2 separate regions of the Mus musculus genome follow, and region 2 is linked to region 1. Evidence: chromatin contacts called from public Hi-C data. All regions are on one chromosome and are shown on one strand. Each heading gives the region's core, a stretch centred on a gene start, on an enhancer-like site or on the middle of the called end of the contact. The rest is flanking DNA. Distances are from core to core; before and after follow the strand shown. Region 1 has its middle 26 kb from the start of BC049987. Region 2 holds the start of Scn2b (sodium channel, voltage-gated, type II, beta).

The links. A called contact is a pair of places that touch in the nucleus more often than the background predicts.
Region 2: a Hi-C map of the P5424 cell line shows a contact between it and region 1, with 2.1 times the contacts expected there. The contact joins two enhancer-like sites. A contact is called at or near these places in 1 of 39 promoter capture datasets (embryonic stem cells), 1 of 15 datasets of contacts at CTCF or cohesin (embryonic stem cells), 4 of 484 Hi-C or Micro-C datasets (the Ba/F3 cell line, the G1E-ER4 cell line, the P5424 cell line and 1 more), 2 of 115 datasets of contacts at active chromatin or transcription factors (T-cell acute lymphoblastic leukemia and embryonic stem cells) and 1 of 9 other capture datasets (embryonic stem cells).

Annotation. Positions count from the first base shown.
Region 1 is chr9:44,642,323-44,650,221 of GRCm38.p6, reverse strand. No RefSeq gene overlaps it. Among named protein-coding and RNA genes, the nearest start is that of BC049987, 26 kb to the left of the region's middle. Within about 2 kb of position 3,626, at least 107 of the 459 cell types and tissues checked have an H3K27ac peak or open chromatin away from gene starts, as enhancers often do. A contact at or near this core is called in the P5424 cell line, T-cell acute lymphoblastic leukemia and double positive thymocytes, where this site is marked.
Region 2 is chr9:45,116,316-45,124,214 of GRCm38.p6, reverse strand. It overlaps Scn2b (sodium channel, voltage-gated, type II, beta), which reads right to left and starts at 6,339. Exons shown (of 4, transcript NM_001014761.2): 1 at 6,122-6,339. The coding sequence starts at 6,191. The region is part of intron 1 of Gm10684 (predicted gene 10684); the gene reads left to right. Within about 2 kb of position 3,089, at least 90 of the 459 cell types and tissues checked have an H3K27ac peak or open chromatin away from gene starts, as enhancers often do. A contact at or near this core is called in the P5424 cell line, T-cell acute lymphoblastic leukemia and double positive thymocytes, where this site is marked.

The sequences.
Region 1 (7,899 bases), core at 2,377-4,876:
AGACTTCAGAACGCATCCCTTGTCAACCTGCTTGGCCCCAGCCCCAGCCCTATCATGAGCCCTGACCCCCCTCTTCCCTTGAGCCATCTCTGTTCCGTGACCTGCTCCTGCTTCTATCCCAGACACCCAGGTCTTTGCGACCCTTGAAAGATAATCTCAGGCTCTTTGCACTTCAGATTCTTTGTCTGGCTGTCCCCTCTCTACCTGCTCAGGGATGATTCTGTCCACACTTCACCTCCTCTGAGACACGTCCCATCCTGTAAAATACCCTCTGCTCACCTTTCCCATGGTCCCACAGTTCTCCTTGGCTGTTGTTACTGCTATTGTACGAGATGGGTGAGCGTGCTGTGCGCCCGCACGGAGGCAAGATGCTGCCCTTGTCTCTGGTTTTGCTGCTAGAAGCTGAAGCTCAGAAGGAGGTTTGACATCCTCTGATAGAGAGCATCAGGGTAGGCTGAACCCCAGGGGCTCTTCACCCCTGGGCTCTGCTCACACCCAGACTGGGAAAGGTTTGCTTGAACAACGGAGAGAACAGCCCTGGGAGGTCCACATAGCAGCCCAGAAGGAAGGCTATGTGGCCAGCAGCCCTCACGTGACTGACTACAGCTTGTCGGAAGGTGTAAGGTTGATATACCTGAGGGAGGCAACTCTGCAAGGAAAGAAGGCTGAGGCTTCCCCTCGCAGAGAACCATCCAAGGTCCACAAGGGATACTTGCCTCAGTGGGCTGTCTGATGGCAGAAGGGAATGCTTGGTGGTTCGACCTCTTGGAATTCTGTGTCCTACTCTGGGCTATTCCAGACAGGAAAGACCTAGTTGGGGCTGGGGGGTGCAGTTGGAGCAAGGCCTGCTGGGTAGGGATGGAGGAGGAGGGTTGGAGGAGAGGTGTAGACTAGGTCCAGGCACACCAGACTTACTTCTCTGCAGTTTAGCTGCCAGCTTGAGCCCTGCTGTGCCACCCCTCACCCCCAGGACAGATCCTCCCATTTGGCCAAGGACTCTACTCAAACCACAACCACCTGTGGGTCAAAGAAAAACCACAGCCTTTGTATACAACAACCGGGGGCAGGGGCTGGGGAGAAGCATGTCTCAGGCATCCTTTTTCTTTTCTGCACGGGACAGCAATTTTGCAGAAAGGGAGTGGAGGAGGCATGTGGGCCCCACAGCAGGCAGCTGCCGCAGCCTGCCCCACCTCTGCCTACTCTACCTGCCCAAACTCTTGTTAGCACCCCAACCACCGTGGCTTCCTGTCTCCCCGTGGGAACATGGCATGGGGTCTGGGTGCCCACCATGCCCACGTGACTGAGCAGCTCCCGGCCACAGCTCATGTCAGCAGAGTCAGTGCCACCTGAGGATCCAACTCAGGTCAGGCTGCCCCCGTGGTCACCGTCTGCTGGGCAGTGCCTGAGATTCACAGTGTTCATAAATCTCCATGAAAGACATTTTAGATCAGAGGTAAACCCTAGCAAAGCCAACCGAGGACTGGGCTACACCCTAACAGGCCTTTGTAACGCTTTCATTTTTTGTCTTTTTTGGTGTGTTTTATATTATTGATTTTGTTTGGTTTGAAACAGGATGGATCTCACTACGGAGCCCTAGAACTCAATGTATAGGCCAAGCTGTCAGATTCACAGAGATCTCTGTCTCCTAAGTGCCGGCATCAAAGAAAGGCCTTTGCTATCATGCCCTGCTAGTTTGGTTTCTGTTTGTTTTAAAGAGAGATGGATTAAGTTTGTTTTTAACAATTTATTTATTTTATTTATATGAGTACACTGTCCCTGTCTTCAGACACACCAGAAGAGGGCATCGGATCCCATTACAGATGGTTGTGAGCCACCATGTGGTTGCTGGGATTTGAACTCAACACCTCTGGAAGACCAGTCAGTGCTCTTAACCACTGAGCCATCTCTCCAGCCTTTTTTGTTTGTTTGTTTGTTTTGTTTAAGTCTTTTTTTTTTTTTTTGGTCTTTTTTTGGTTTTTCAAGACAGGGTTTCTCTGTGTAGCCCAGGCTGTCCTGGAACTCACTTTGTAGACCAGGCTGGCCTCGAACTCAAAAATCCGCCTGCCTCTGCCTCCCAAGTGCTGGGATTAAAGGCGTTTTGTTTAAGTCTTATTTTTAAGTGTGTCTGTGTGTGGATGAGCCCGTGTGGGTCAGAGGCACTGGGCTCCCTGAAGCTGGGCTTACAGGCTGTTGTGAGGGCCTGACATGAGTGCTGGGAACTCAGGTCCTCAGAAGAGCAGTACAGACTCTCTAGAGCCATGGTTTTGCTTTTTTTTTTTTTTTTCTGGGATAAGTTCTCATAGCGCAAGCCGGTGAAGAACTAAGTGTCCCAGGTTGGCTCCAACTCACGGCCATCCTCCTGCTTTAGTCTCTTGTGCTGCACAGTCTCTTTAACCCACTAATGTCCTAGGCTCCTGTCAAATGAGATGAACACACTTCCTCCCTATTTAAGTCACTGTTTCTCAGATTTCTGTCCTGTCTGCGGCTGAGTGGCATCTTTAATGGCACCCTCTGCAGAGTGGTCCTTGTTGATCTCTAAGTTTGGGGTCAGCCTGGTCTATAGAGTAAGTTCTAGGACAAGTGAGGACTACACAGAGAAACCCTGTCTTGAAAAACAACAAACAAACAAACAAGCATAAAACAAATAAACAAAAACAAAAGAAAAAACCACAACCCCCTCCCCCCAAGCCCCACTTCCCATTAGGACCCATATGTCCATAACATTTCCAGCCAGGTGACAAGGTCTTGTCCTCTGTCTCTTTCTGTGCATGTAGGAGTGCGTGTATCAGAAGCCAGAAGTCAGCGTGAAAACTCTTTCTCAATTGCTCTCCATTTTGGTGTCTGAGGAAGGTATTCCTACAGATCCCAGAGCTCACCGACTTGACTACACTGGCGGACTAGAAATTCCCAGGGATGCTCCTGCCTCTGCCTCCTCGGCACTGCCACCACCGGCGGGGTGCTGGAGATCCAAACTTAGGTCCTGCAGCTTGTGAGGCAGGCACTCTGGGGTCTGTGCCATCACCGCAGCCCCATTTGGAGCTGTTCCGTATTCATGCCTGCCTCATCTGTGGCCAGCTGAGGCTACAGGAAGAGTTAAAAGTGCTCAGCCCTAAAAACATACAGACAAGTAGCATTCTACAAGCTGAACAGGTTGTATTTATGTATCTAAGTACACACACACACACACACACACACACACAGAGAGAGAGAGAGAGCAATAATTTATGCAAAAGAGAGGCAATGAGCCGGGCTTGGTGGAGCACGCCTTTAATCCCAGCACTCGGGAGGCAGAGGCAGGTGGATTTCTGAGTTCGAGGCCAGCCTGGTCTACAAAGAGAGTTCCAGGACAGCCAGGGCTATACAGAGAAACCTTGTCTCAAAAAACCAAACCAGAGAGAGAGGGAGAGAGAGAGAGAGAAAGAGAGAGAGAGAGAGAGAGAAGCAATGAATTTGAAATAAAGAAAGAAGGGGTGTGTATGGGAAGGCTTGGAGGGATGAAAGGAAGAAACGACACAGTGATATTATAGTCTCAAAAAATAAAAGAAATACTTTTTAAAGGCTGTGTTGTCTACATAGGCATGCCAGCAGCTGCTCCCCTGCTGGTGTAGAACAGCTACCTTCCTCACTCTTGCCTGTCAGGTGTGCCCCTGTCTCAGCCGCCTGCACTTCAAGGCCTTCTCAGGCAAGGAGCTCCTGGTTCTCTGGATGTTTGGTGATGCCACAATGACATGACTTCTTTGTCCCAGTCCTGGGGTGCTGAGGTGGTCAAGGTCATGACCCGTGACAAGATATCTATGGACAGCAAACTGTTAAACTGCCCCACGTGTCCTGCTCTGCCGTGCCCCGCTATATGTAGCCAACTAGAATGCCATTTGAAAACTAAAATCTCCCATCAGGCTGGGCGGTTTGGCCCCATTCGGCAGGAGGGGAAAGGGCCAGTGTGGCTGCAGGCTGGCCCTAAACATCAGCTTCCAGCCCGCGGAGCTGCAGGCTTCCGGTGCTGGGCGGGGCCAGAGCCGTGGGACCGCAGGCCTCGGTGGTGTGACTGATCCTCTGAACACTAATAGGAAGCCACACACCGTTCATTCTCCTAGAATAGCTACGCACCTGCAGATAAGCAGTTTCTGTTGTGGTGAGAAACAGCACAAGAGAGAGATGTAAAGGTAGGCCAGGGCCCAGCCGGTCCCGACCGTGACAATTCTTTTTTGTGGTGAAGTTTTTGTGGTCCTCACACCTCCTACTCACTTTCAATCAGTGCCACCTGCAAGCCATCGGCCACTCTGGCCACACAGACACCTATGCCGAGGGCCAGCCAAGCCTGTCCCCAGACCACTCAACTGAGATTGCTGAGGCCACTCTCACTGAGAGCCTAAGAGATAGGCCCTGGTTTGGCCTCATTTGGTCTCCATAAGTCCATTGCAGTCACTACGGTTTGTTGGGGTCTTAGTTTCCTCTTTTGCAAAGCAGGACTAATGGTAGCTCTCTTCAGAAGCTATTGTGAGACAGAAGGACTGCATGTGGCCAGCTGAGGGCGGTGCCTGTCCTGTTTATGGGTGGAGATGCTCCAGCTGGCCTCCTGCCCTATTGTGCAGCCTGTCCCTGTCGCGTGGCTGAGGAATACTCCACTGAAGCTTGAGAGAAAGTTTGACTAAGACGTGATCTATGTGCTGGCTAGTTTTATGTCAACTTGTTTCAAGCTGGGGTCATCAGGGAGGAGGGAGCCTCAGCTGAGACAATGACTCCATAAGATTGGGCTTAGATGACAATGTAGGGCATTGTCTTAATTAGTGATTAATGGGGGAGGGCCTAGCCCATTCTGGTTGGTTCCTGGTTCTATAAGAAAGCAGGCTGAGCAAGCCAGGAGGAGCAAGCCAGTAAGCAGCACCACTCCATCGCCTCTGCATCAGTTTCTGCCTCCAGGATCCTGTCCTGCTTGAGTTCCTGTCCTGACTTCCTTTGGTGATAAATGGTGAGGTATAAGGGTAAGCTGAATAAACCCTCTTCTCGCCAGGTTGCTTTGGTCATGGTGTTTCATGGCAGCAATGGTAACCCTGGGGTCCATTGCTAAGGTCCCTCTAGGACAGTGGCTCTTAGTCTTCCGAATGCTGCAGCCTTTCTTTCATTACTACTATAATCTTACTACTGTCATGAAATGTGATACAAACATCTGTGTTTTCTGATGGCCCTAGGCAACCCTGTGAAAGGGTTATTTGACCCCCGAAGGGTCTCGACCTCTAGGTTGAGAACTGTTGCTCTAGGAGGGCTTCCTCAGCCACCTCAGCACAGCTGCTCCCTTTGGACTTTCCTGCTTATGTGACCCCAGCCTGTGGCCTGAGACAAAAGAGGAGGGCTCACCTGGGAAGTGTCTTCACAGCACAGGTCAGATAAGCAAAGGGCCGCCTCAAAGCACTGGAACAGGACCGTGTCCTACAGGGCCTTGTCCTGGTCTGTGTGGTGCACTGCCTCCTAGCTCAGCCACTCACACGAGAACAAGACAGCGTGCAGGGAAGATGAAGATGCCTAGGGCCACAGCTCAGCAAGGGAAAGAGAGAGACCCAGAAGAGAGGAGGAAGAGGAGAGCAAGGGGAGAGGGAGAAGGAGATGGAGAAGGAGTAGTAAAGAGGGAGACAAGAAAGAATAGGAGGGGAGCAAAAGAAGACAGAACAAACAGGAAAAGCAGAGTCAGAGTTGGTCAGATGCAGCACTCATCTTAGCACTGGGGAGGCAGAGGCAGGCAGATCTCTGAGTTCAAGGTCAGCCTGCCTTATATAGTGATTTCTAGGACAGCTCAGGCTACATAAAGAGACCTTGCCCCCGGCTGGAGAAATGGCTCCATGGCCAAGAGCTTTGGCTGCTCCTCCAGAGGACTTAGGTCCAATTACTAGCACCCACGTGGCAGTTCACAACTGTCTACAACTCTAGTTACAGGTGATCCAACACCCTCATAGAGACATACATGCAGGCAAAACACCAATGCACATGAAATTGAAAATAAATAAAAGAAATAATTTTTAAAAAGAGACCCTGACTCAACAATAAAATAAAAAACAAACAAGAAAAGAAAATCTTGGAGTCTTGGAGGTGGGATAAGCGAACGTAGACAGGTTATCTCCAAAGCTTGGCATTCTTTTTTTTTTTTTTTTTTTTTTTTTTGATTTTCGAGACAGGGTTTCTCTGATTAGCCCTGGCTGTCCTGGAACTCACTTTGTAGACCAGGCTGGCCTCGAACTCAGAAATCTGCCTGTCTCTGCCTCCCGAGTGCTGGCATTAAAGGTGAGCGCCACCACACCCGGTGAAGCTTGGCATTCTTAACCTCACCTAATTAGCTTATGTTTACTGAACCTTATCACTGTTGGGAAGATGGGAACCACTCAGCAGCGTAATTTAGAACTAAGCATTAGCCAGGTGAGGTGGTTCATGCCCGTGGTCCCAGCTCCTGGAGAGGCTGAGGTGAGAGGGCCCTGAGCATAGTGGTTGAGACCAGCCTAGGCAACATAGCATGGTCTTGTCAAAAGAAAGAGGCAAGTAGGGAGAAAGGAGAGAAGATAGCATGTCCAGAACTGCTGGATCCATCAGGGGCCTTGTATCTTTCATTAGTTCTAAAAGCCTTTCACCCAGTGTCTGTACTCTCTGTCTGTACTTTGCCGCTTCTCCTTTTCTTCTCTACAACCCAGTTTCATTTTTCCAATCAAGACTGGCTACTGAATATAGTGTTAAAATGCCTGTGGGTTCCTTAGCCCGATGTGGGCAAGGGGCAGCCTGCTTCTAGTTTTAAGGATCCATTTTGAATTCCCTGGTGGAGGATTCTCCATTGAGAACCAAAACTTCGGGACCGACAAAGCTCAAAGCTGCCTTGTAGCTTGAACTAAGTAACACGTAATTTGTGGTAGGCAGTTCACAGCCCCTTGACTTGGTAACACATACTTAATGTGGTGGCTGAAGGCTCAAGTTGTGCTGCGTAGCCATGGCTGTCCAGAACTTGCTTTGTAGATCAGGCTGGCCTCAAACTCGGAGATCTGCCTGCCTCTGCTTTTGGAGTGCTGGGCTTAAAAGGCATGTGCCACCACCATAAAATATAATTTTCAGTCTGTTTCCTGGGGCCACTAATAGCGTGTATCTATCAATCTAGAGACAAGAAACAGATAACCCACTCTGAACAGGTTAGTGTGAGGAGGGTTTATTAACAGGCAGAGGGTGTGGGAAGCCACATGTGCCGTTGCAGAGTGGCACTGACTACTGCTGGCCACCACGCATAAGTTTGGACAAACAACCAATGTGTACATATGCAGTAAAGTTTTTTGCAAAGACACTGCCTGGCCCGGGCATGATAATGAGGCTTTGAGAGTATAACCAATCAGATGTGAGACATGCAAATGAGGTATGATAATGAGGCTCTGTGAGGTACAGAGAGAGTAGCCAATCAGATGAGGAACATGCAAATGAGGCGTAGTGCATAACCAATCCGGGTGTGAGACACGCCTCTCCTAGGCCTATATAAGCAGCACCAGTTCTGGGCTCGGCATCTCTTTGCCTCTGCAATCAAGCTCTCCCAATAAACGTGTGCAGAAGGATCCTGTTGCAGCGTCATTACTGCTGGCCAGTCCAGTGTGCGCAAGAAGAGGGAAATCTAACAAGGAGCTGACAGGAGGTGGGAAGCAGTGATAGACTTCAGTCTGAGATGAGTTGAAGCAGCTACAGAGAACCCATCATAAAGGAATGGAAGGAGCTAGAAGACTGTACTCTCCTCTTTTTCTCTGAATCTCTGAGGGGTGGTAAGAGGGTTGGATAGCCCTGATAAGTAAGTCTAAATGGAAGCTGGCAATCTGAAGTTAACTTAGTTCACACAGTCAATCTATGGAGAAAGTCAATCTATGGAGAAAGTGAGGAAGCACCTGGGAG
Region 2 (7,899 bases), core at 1,840-4,339, 470 kb before region 1:
GAGAGAAGTGCCCCCACAATACTCCGTAGAGCAGAGATGAGGGAGCACAGGTGAGCAGCCCAGGGCCCAGCCGTTACAGAGACACGCACTGCAAAGCCATGAAAGTACTCCACAGATACCTGCAGGACTGCCTCAGACTAGCCCAGACCTTAATTCCACAATCGATCATCTGCCAAGGCTGTTAAAACTTCATTCTAAAAGTTCAGCTTAGTATTAACAGGGCAGGGGCATAGCTCAGGGTTAGAGCAATGGCTCACATCAAAACCCCCAGCAGTGACAGTGCCACTTCATTTTCATTGTTTTGTGATATGGGGCATGGCTTTTTTTGTTTGTCTGGTTTGTTCGGTTTGATTTTTACATTTGGCCTTGGAGTGTTGCGAGGAGGGGTGTATCTGGCTGGCCTCCTCTGGTAGCCCAGGCTATCTTGGAACTAGCTATATAGCTAAGAATGACCTTGAACTTTTAACCTGCCTACTTCCACTTCCAGAGTGCTGGGATTATAAGGGTGCCCCACCCCCACCCAGTTTATTCACTGCTCAGAATCAAATGTAAGTCCTTAAATTGGTAGAGGCAGGCACTCTACCAACAGAACCACATCTCTAGCCCTCATTCATTCACGATACTAAATACACGTAAATTACCTACTGTGTGCCAGGTTGTGTTTAGTCCTAGATCCTAGGACTTGTCACTAGTATGAGGCATAACCACTGTGTGGTGGGGCTTGTATTCTGGTGAGGGAGCATAAAGGGACAAGAATGAAAATAGGAACATGGCCGTCTGGAATGTTACATGACATGGGATATAAGAATAAAATATGGCAGAGGGGAGTTTAAGGGTGGCCAGGAAATAAGGCTCTGGAGAATGACATCCAGACAGCATTGAACTTGAGAAGGAGTGAGCCATCATGGAACATCAAGGGCCACATTTCTAAGGCTGGATTTGACCTTCATACATCTGAGAAAGAACAAGGCAGGGCATGGGAAGACCTGAGATTAGAGCTGGGCAAGGACCAGGCCAAGGGGCAGAACATGGGATCTGGGATGATTTAGGGGGGGTTTAAGGATGGGGTGCAGTCGATGGGGTGCCAGCTGAGTGAAGATTATAGCTACTGATGTGGGCAGACACATGTCCCCCCAATTCCACTTATCTTCCGTCCCAGCTGTAGCCCCGATCAACTATGAGAAATGTAAGCAGACTTCTCCACCCCTACCCCCGAACCCCCACCCCCATCCCTGTGCCTCAGCCCCTTCCTCCAGCAAACCTAGTTCATGACACTGTCACTGGGTGCTTATAGTGACTAAAGTAAATGCTGAGAGCTCAGCAAATGACAGCTGCTATTAACTGCATTCTCCTAACGTCTGCTTTGGGGACAGAAAGAGCTAAGAGGTGAGGTGGGGCAGTCTCTAGGACTGAGGGTACTTCAGGACTGGATTTACCCGGGATCTCTAGCTAAGGAGCCAGGCTGCAAGGATCCTGGGTTTTCCCACAAACCAGCTGGCCCTCCCTTCAGAAGCAGAAGTACAACAGCCTGCAAGCAGAGAAGCTAAACCTGCCGGAGCACCCTTCTGCACTGCACACCCACCCTTGTGAAGGGCCTGCAGAGCTCGAAACCTAAAATCAGGAGGGTCTCTGGACTGCTGGCCTTGGAATCCCCACCAAGGCCCTGCCTGGGGGCGGGTCTAGAGACCACACCTGCTCACCAATGACTCCAGTTGAGCACAGAGCTGCTCACAGGGGTTACGCCAGCTGGGGAAGCTGATGGGGCTCCTCCCAAGAGGAACAAAGCCTGGCTCTCAGCTCTTGCACTTTCATATCGAGTCTAAAAGTACCTGGCCCGGTGCCAGACGAGAGGGAGGTGTGCAGAAAATATTAACACCACCCCCACACTGCAGAGGCTGAGGAATTTGAGGGAAAGAACTGATGGAGGCTTGTCCTCAGTTTACCTTCTATACCGGGCATTCCGACCTATCCAGCCCCTCCCCCTGAAAGGGCTTCCACCTTCCCAGGGCCACCCCTCCCCACACAAGTGCTCTGTGAAACTAGTTGGCTCGGTAAAGTCCACCTTTCTTCTCCTTGTTCCTTCCCAGTTTGAACATCAGCTCACATCTCCCTCCCGCCCCATCTCATCTAGAAGGATCCAGCTACGTCAGGTGGCAGAGTTGCAGGGGAGCCAGAGGCGTTTTCAGGCTAATGGCAGGGGACAGAGAAAGGTGCAATGCGGGTTCCCCCTGCATGTGCTCTGCAAGAGGAGCCAGATGGGATTCGTGTGCCCTCTAGTGGCCACAGATGTCAACGAACCAGTCCCAGCAGCAGGGAAGAAAGTGAGGAGAAACTAGAACCTGAATCCATGCCGCCTGGCTCCGAACAGGGCTGAGGTGAGGACACAGAGCTGGGGATGGGTTGGGTTGGGGGGCTGGTTACTGTCCGTTCAAGGTGTCCTAAGATGTACATAGTGGCTCCAGTCCCTGACTCCTGCAGAATCCCCAGCAGACAATGGTCCGCCTTGGGTTCCACCAAAGTCCTATCTGGTACCAGGTCTGAGGTCTAGGTTTCCTGATTCCCAACTTACAGGAAGATGATAGTGGGGTGCAGCAACCCAGTATTCGACACAGCTGGGTCCTTTAGGCCCTGACCATCCATTGTTCTCCCAGGGCAATCATGCAGAGACCCTGAAACATGGCTTATCTGCCAAACACTCTCTTCAAAAGACTTGGAAGTAAATTCCCTTTTCTCCTCCTTCCAGGCCTAAAGTAATCTATACACTTGTCTTATTCTTAAGGAAAAAAGAAGATTTTTTAAAAAGGGAGGGAGGGGTAAGAGGAGGTTGGGGAGAATTGTCTTCTAATAGCTCCTGCCTCCAAGGGACATGTGATGTCTAGCTCTCCCGCCTCTCCACTCAGTTTCTCTTGCCCAGATCTCCTCCCCAGGCAGCCAGAACCAAGCTGTACTCCCATCCCCTACCTCCGAGACACCAGTGGCTTCCTGCTGCTTCTAGGGCAGAGTTCTGGCACCTGGGTGCAGCTCCTGGGTGGCCTTTCCCATCTGGGGCACAGCTGCACATCACAGCCTCATCTCCTGCCAGGCCCCACCCCTTGCGTGGGACTCTAGGGACACCGAATCTCCCAGTCTCCTCTTCCCTCCCCTCCACCTGGCCTTGTTCAGGCTTTTGCTTTAGGTTGGAAGTTTTGCTCGCCGTCCTCCCTGGAGTTCTTCCACATAAACCCCAAACCCCACTCATAGGGCACAGCTTAGGTGACATCTTCCCTAGTGTCTGATCCTCTCCCAGCCAGGCTCCTATTACTTCCAGTGACTCAGGGGCCAAGTGGTAGGATGTTCAAGCCTGGGACTCTAGAGATCTTGATATGATCTTGGGCAAGTGCACTAGGGTTCCAGTGCTGCAATGTCCTCATCTGTAATACAGGGGACACTAACCCCTCTAAGGTCAATGGGGCAATTAAGTGACGTGCTCTATGTGCGAAGCTCAGCCTGGCACACAGCTGTTAGCAAAAGGTGACCTCCAGCATTAGCATGCCCAACATTCTCATAGCACACACAATGCTGAGGCGCTGTTGCTTATGTACCTGCGTCTCTCCAGAGGCTCTGGTGAGCTCCTTCTTATTCGTGTTGCTATCCCTGAGTCCAGAACGGCACATAGCACATACTGAGTGCTCAATACAATTTTGTTGCCAGGGGTATGGGTAGGCAGGGAGGAGGCATTCTCCTCCAAATCTAAGTCCTGCCCTTAGCAGCAAATGTGTAGGGTTGAACGGAAGCCCACACTCTACTCTCTAAGCTCCCCTCAAACACAGCCCAGACCTTGATGACCAGGACAGTGGCTGAAAAACGCGTGGTCTTGAGAAACACCCTGGAGCTTGTCGTGGGAATAGCTGTTGGCCATCTTTACAGTCATCCGCATGTAACCTGCCTCTGATACGCTCTCCCTCCTAATCGGTGGTATCCCTGCATCCCAGTGACCACTGCTACTGCAAGCATCCAAGTTCCGTTGCCGAGGGAATGGACTGCCAGAGGCGTGCCTCCTTACAGCTTCCCGAAGCTCCAGGTCTCCACTCTCACAGACCTGCTGAAACATGCACTTCTTCCCATTGCCTCCTTGCAGCCCTCATGCGCAGGCGTCTGCATCCAAGGCACCATCTCCCTCAAGGCCAGGCCCGCTGGTCCTCTTGCCAAAGCCCTGGCCTTGTTCACTTAAATATGGCTGCCATAGACAGCCTCCATCTGACAGGAGGCTGTGGCCAGTGCCTGAGAGGAGATCTGTCCTCCACCTCTGGCTTTTTTTTTTTTTTTTAAATTCAGATCTTCCTCCTACTCCCCCTTTTAGCCTGTACTTGATACTCTTGACCAATTAATGCCAACAGAGTAGTACCACTTCCTGAACATTGGGGGCAGTAGAACCCAATATTAAAAGAATGTGCTAAGCCAGATACAAATCTCAGTTCTGAGTTCAAATCTCAGCTCTCTCATGCTAGTCACATGACCTGATTGGAGGAGTTACTGAACCTCACCGTGCCTTTGTTTCCACCCTAGAACATGAATAGATTCACAGTATCTACTACAAGTAACTGCTGTGCGTGAGGGCTTAGCAAAATATGCCATGCCAGGGTTCACGGGAAGCATGTTGGCCCCTGCTGTGTGTTAGGTCACAAGCTCACCAAGCAAGAGACAGTCTCCAGTCTCCCATGGGAGCAGTGATGCTGAAGTGGCGCTCGGGGTAGGTAGGGTCTCGCCCATGGTTATAGAGTAAAACACAAAGCTAGTTTTAAACTTGGGTCCAGTTCCGAAAGACGAAAGATGTTAGATCTTTATCTTGCAGGTTACCAGGATTGCTTCATGTCTCTGTTATCCCTGTGGGCCCTATACCCAGCATGAGAGGGAGGGGGGATATACCACCCAGCACAGTGAGAAAGGACACAGAAGGTGGGACAGAGAGACAGAGACCAGCATAGAGACAGAAAGAGAGACAACAGAGAGACAGACAGATTGAGAGAGCTTATAGTGGGACCTAATCTCACCTAAGATCCTTAAACTTGACCCTCAGGCACTACAGAGAGAATTTTAAGAGTGAGAGTAAAACTGTCCACAAGGCAGGTTTAGAGCCCAGCATGGTGGCACTTGTCTGTAATCCCATCACCCAGGAAGAGAAAGAGACAGGAGAATCACTGAAAGTTCGAGATCAGCCAAGACTACAAAGTGAGACCTTATGGGTTGTGGGGTGGGGTAGAGTCGGGAAGCAGGCCTACAAATAGCCTCCTAACATACCTGCCTAGTACGAGGTCTCTAGGTGTTCAGCTATGAAATTGGCTTTGGGACCTTACGACAGGGTGGTCTGCAAGGTTGGGCTGGACCACGGAGACTGGTTTTAAAGGAACTCTCCCTAGGTTCCACTTACAGTTTGCTCCTTTTCCCAGGATCCTGGGCACCTGACCTCATCCATTCCATCTGGTTCACACCAGGGGTGCCTGCCTCGGTAGCAGCTACTCTGGTGCCTCTCCTGCCAACCCGGAGCTGGTCCTTAAGCCTGATACCCACCTCCTCCCACACGCATCCCAACAAATTGGTGGGATAGGCTCAACTCTCTGCCCCCAACTCTCGAGAACGCGATCTCCTTTAAATCCACCAGATCCCAGGGAACGGGCTCACAAATGAGACTTTTAAAGAAGCCAGCAACTCCTATGAGATCTCTTGGGAAGTAACTGAAAATGAAAACATGATGATGATGGTGGTGGTGGTGGTGGTGGTGGTGGTGGTGGTGGTGGTGGTGGTGGTGAAGAGAAAAATCCCTGAAGAGACCGCAGAGCAGCCTAGCTCTGCCCCACCCCCACATGGGTCCACTTCAGGGAAATCTACAGGATGAACCACCTCTTGATAAATTTGACCATTTTCATCCCCGAGCAACACTCACCCTCTAGTCAACATTTCTGGGAAGGAGAAGCCCAGCATCCGGCAGTCCCAGCTGTCCCAGATCCCCAGCACGCCCCTTCCCAAGGACACAGAGGGAAGCGGCTCACACTCCTTCCCTCTTGCCCCCTCCCCCGCCCCCTCCTCTTTCCGCTGCAGCTGCACTTCTGACCCTTAGGAGCATGCAGATGTGGTTCTAACTTACCCAAAGAGAAAAACAGACTGAGCCCCGTGAGACTGAAGGCAGGGCGAGGTAGCCAGGCATCCCTGTGCATTTTCAGAGACTGTGACGTTAGGCGGGTGGGCTGTGGGAAAGGGTGATTGAGGGACCAAGGACCACAAGGTAGGAATGGTTAAATGCTAAAAAAGAAAATGCACGGATGTACTTCAAAGACATATGCAACATTGAGGAAGCTTTATTTCCATCTCTCTAATATGGCCGACTTGTATGTGGCTGCTAAAAAGAGAGGGGGGTGGTGTATAAGGGAAAGGAAGAAAAAAAAGGGGATGGAGTAAATATTGTGGTTGGTGGATTTCAGAAAGCAGGTGGGAGGGCATAAAAAAGATATTCCTGGAAGAAATTAAGTTGCCAGAAAATTTAGCCTCTAAACTCAGAGCTCAATCAAATTTTGCCTTCCTACTGCATTTGAAATGATTTTTAGACTTTGAAAATTGTTAGAGAATTCTAGGTGAGGTGGCACGTGCCTGCAATCCTAGCACTAGGGAAACAGAGACAGGACTGCCTTGAACTCATAGCAGTCCAAAGCTAGCCTAGGCTCCAAAGCAAGACCCTTGCAAGAGAGGGGAGGAAGGAGGGGAGAGAAGGAGAGAGGGAGGGAAGGAGGGAGAGAAAGAAAAAAGGAAAAAGAGAAAGACTGTTAGAGCCATCTGTTTTTATCAAAGGGCTGTAAGGAAGTCCTTTTTATCATATGAATACGCCCCAAAGGCCTGTGAGTTGATTCCCTGGGGAAAGTGCTTGTGGCCACTGCCAAGCATGATGACCTGAGTTTGATCCCCGGGAACACACCTGGTCACCCAGCAGAAGGAGAGAACTGATCCCTGCAAGTTATGGTCTAACCTCAACACATTAGTGGCACCTGTATACTCATGCTACATGCTCTCTCTCTGTCTCTCTGTTTGTCTGTCTGTCTCTCTCTGTCTCTCCCCAACACACACACACACACACACACACACACACACGGGGAGGGGCAAGAGAATAGATAGATCATACATACGTACGTACGTACATACGTACGTACATAGATGTAAACACCCAGGAAAGAGTTGCCTTTTGTTGTTTGGGTTCAGCGAAGTGGGCAGGAGGCTCTTGGAAAGTAATGACTTCCTCATTGCTCTAGCATTTCCGCAGAATACAGAACTTGTCAGAGAAGGCTGATGCACAAATGCCTAAGAGACTTTTACAAGAGAATAGAGCATGGACCTCTGAGGGACCCGGATTCAAACAAATCAACAAGGAAAGGAACAGGTTTTGAGACAAGGGGAGCAGGGAGCGAATGTAAACTGGACGTTGATTATGTCAACAAATAACGTCTAATGCTGCCGGGTATCATAAAGATAGTGTCTGTGTTTTTAACACCCGTGGGTAATGTAGCTGATGGTCCCAGATGATTGGTGGTGCCTGGGGCACACTTCCCTTGGCTTTGGTGTATGTTTGAAACTTGTTATTTCGAAGGAGGGGAGAATACAGGTTGTCACAAGTAGAAGTTAGGAGAGAAGTGGCCCTAAGCAAAGAGGAGAACAGAGCCAAGCGTATCACAGGTCCTTAAACAGCAATCATTTATTTAGCTGTGCACATTTATCTGTCCACAGTGAGGAATCACAATTTGATCTTAACGTTAGGTCCAATGTACAGGTGATAGATCAGAGCCAGGATTCAAACCCAGCTCTTTGGAAGAGGCTGACCTCCCCCCAACCCCACTCCCCTTATTCCACATGGCTGTGACTGAGCCTTCCACACAGGGA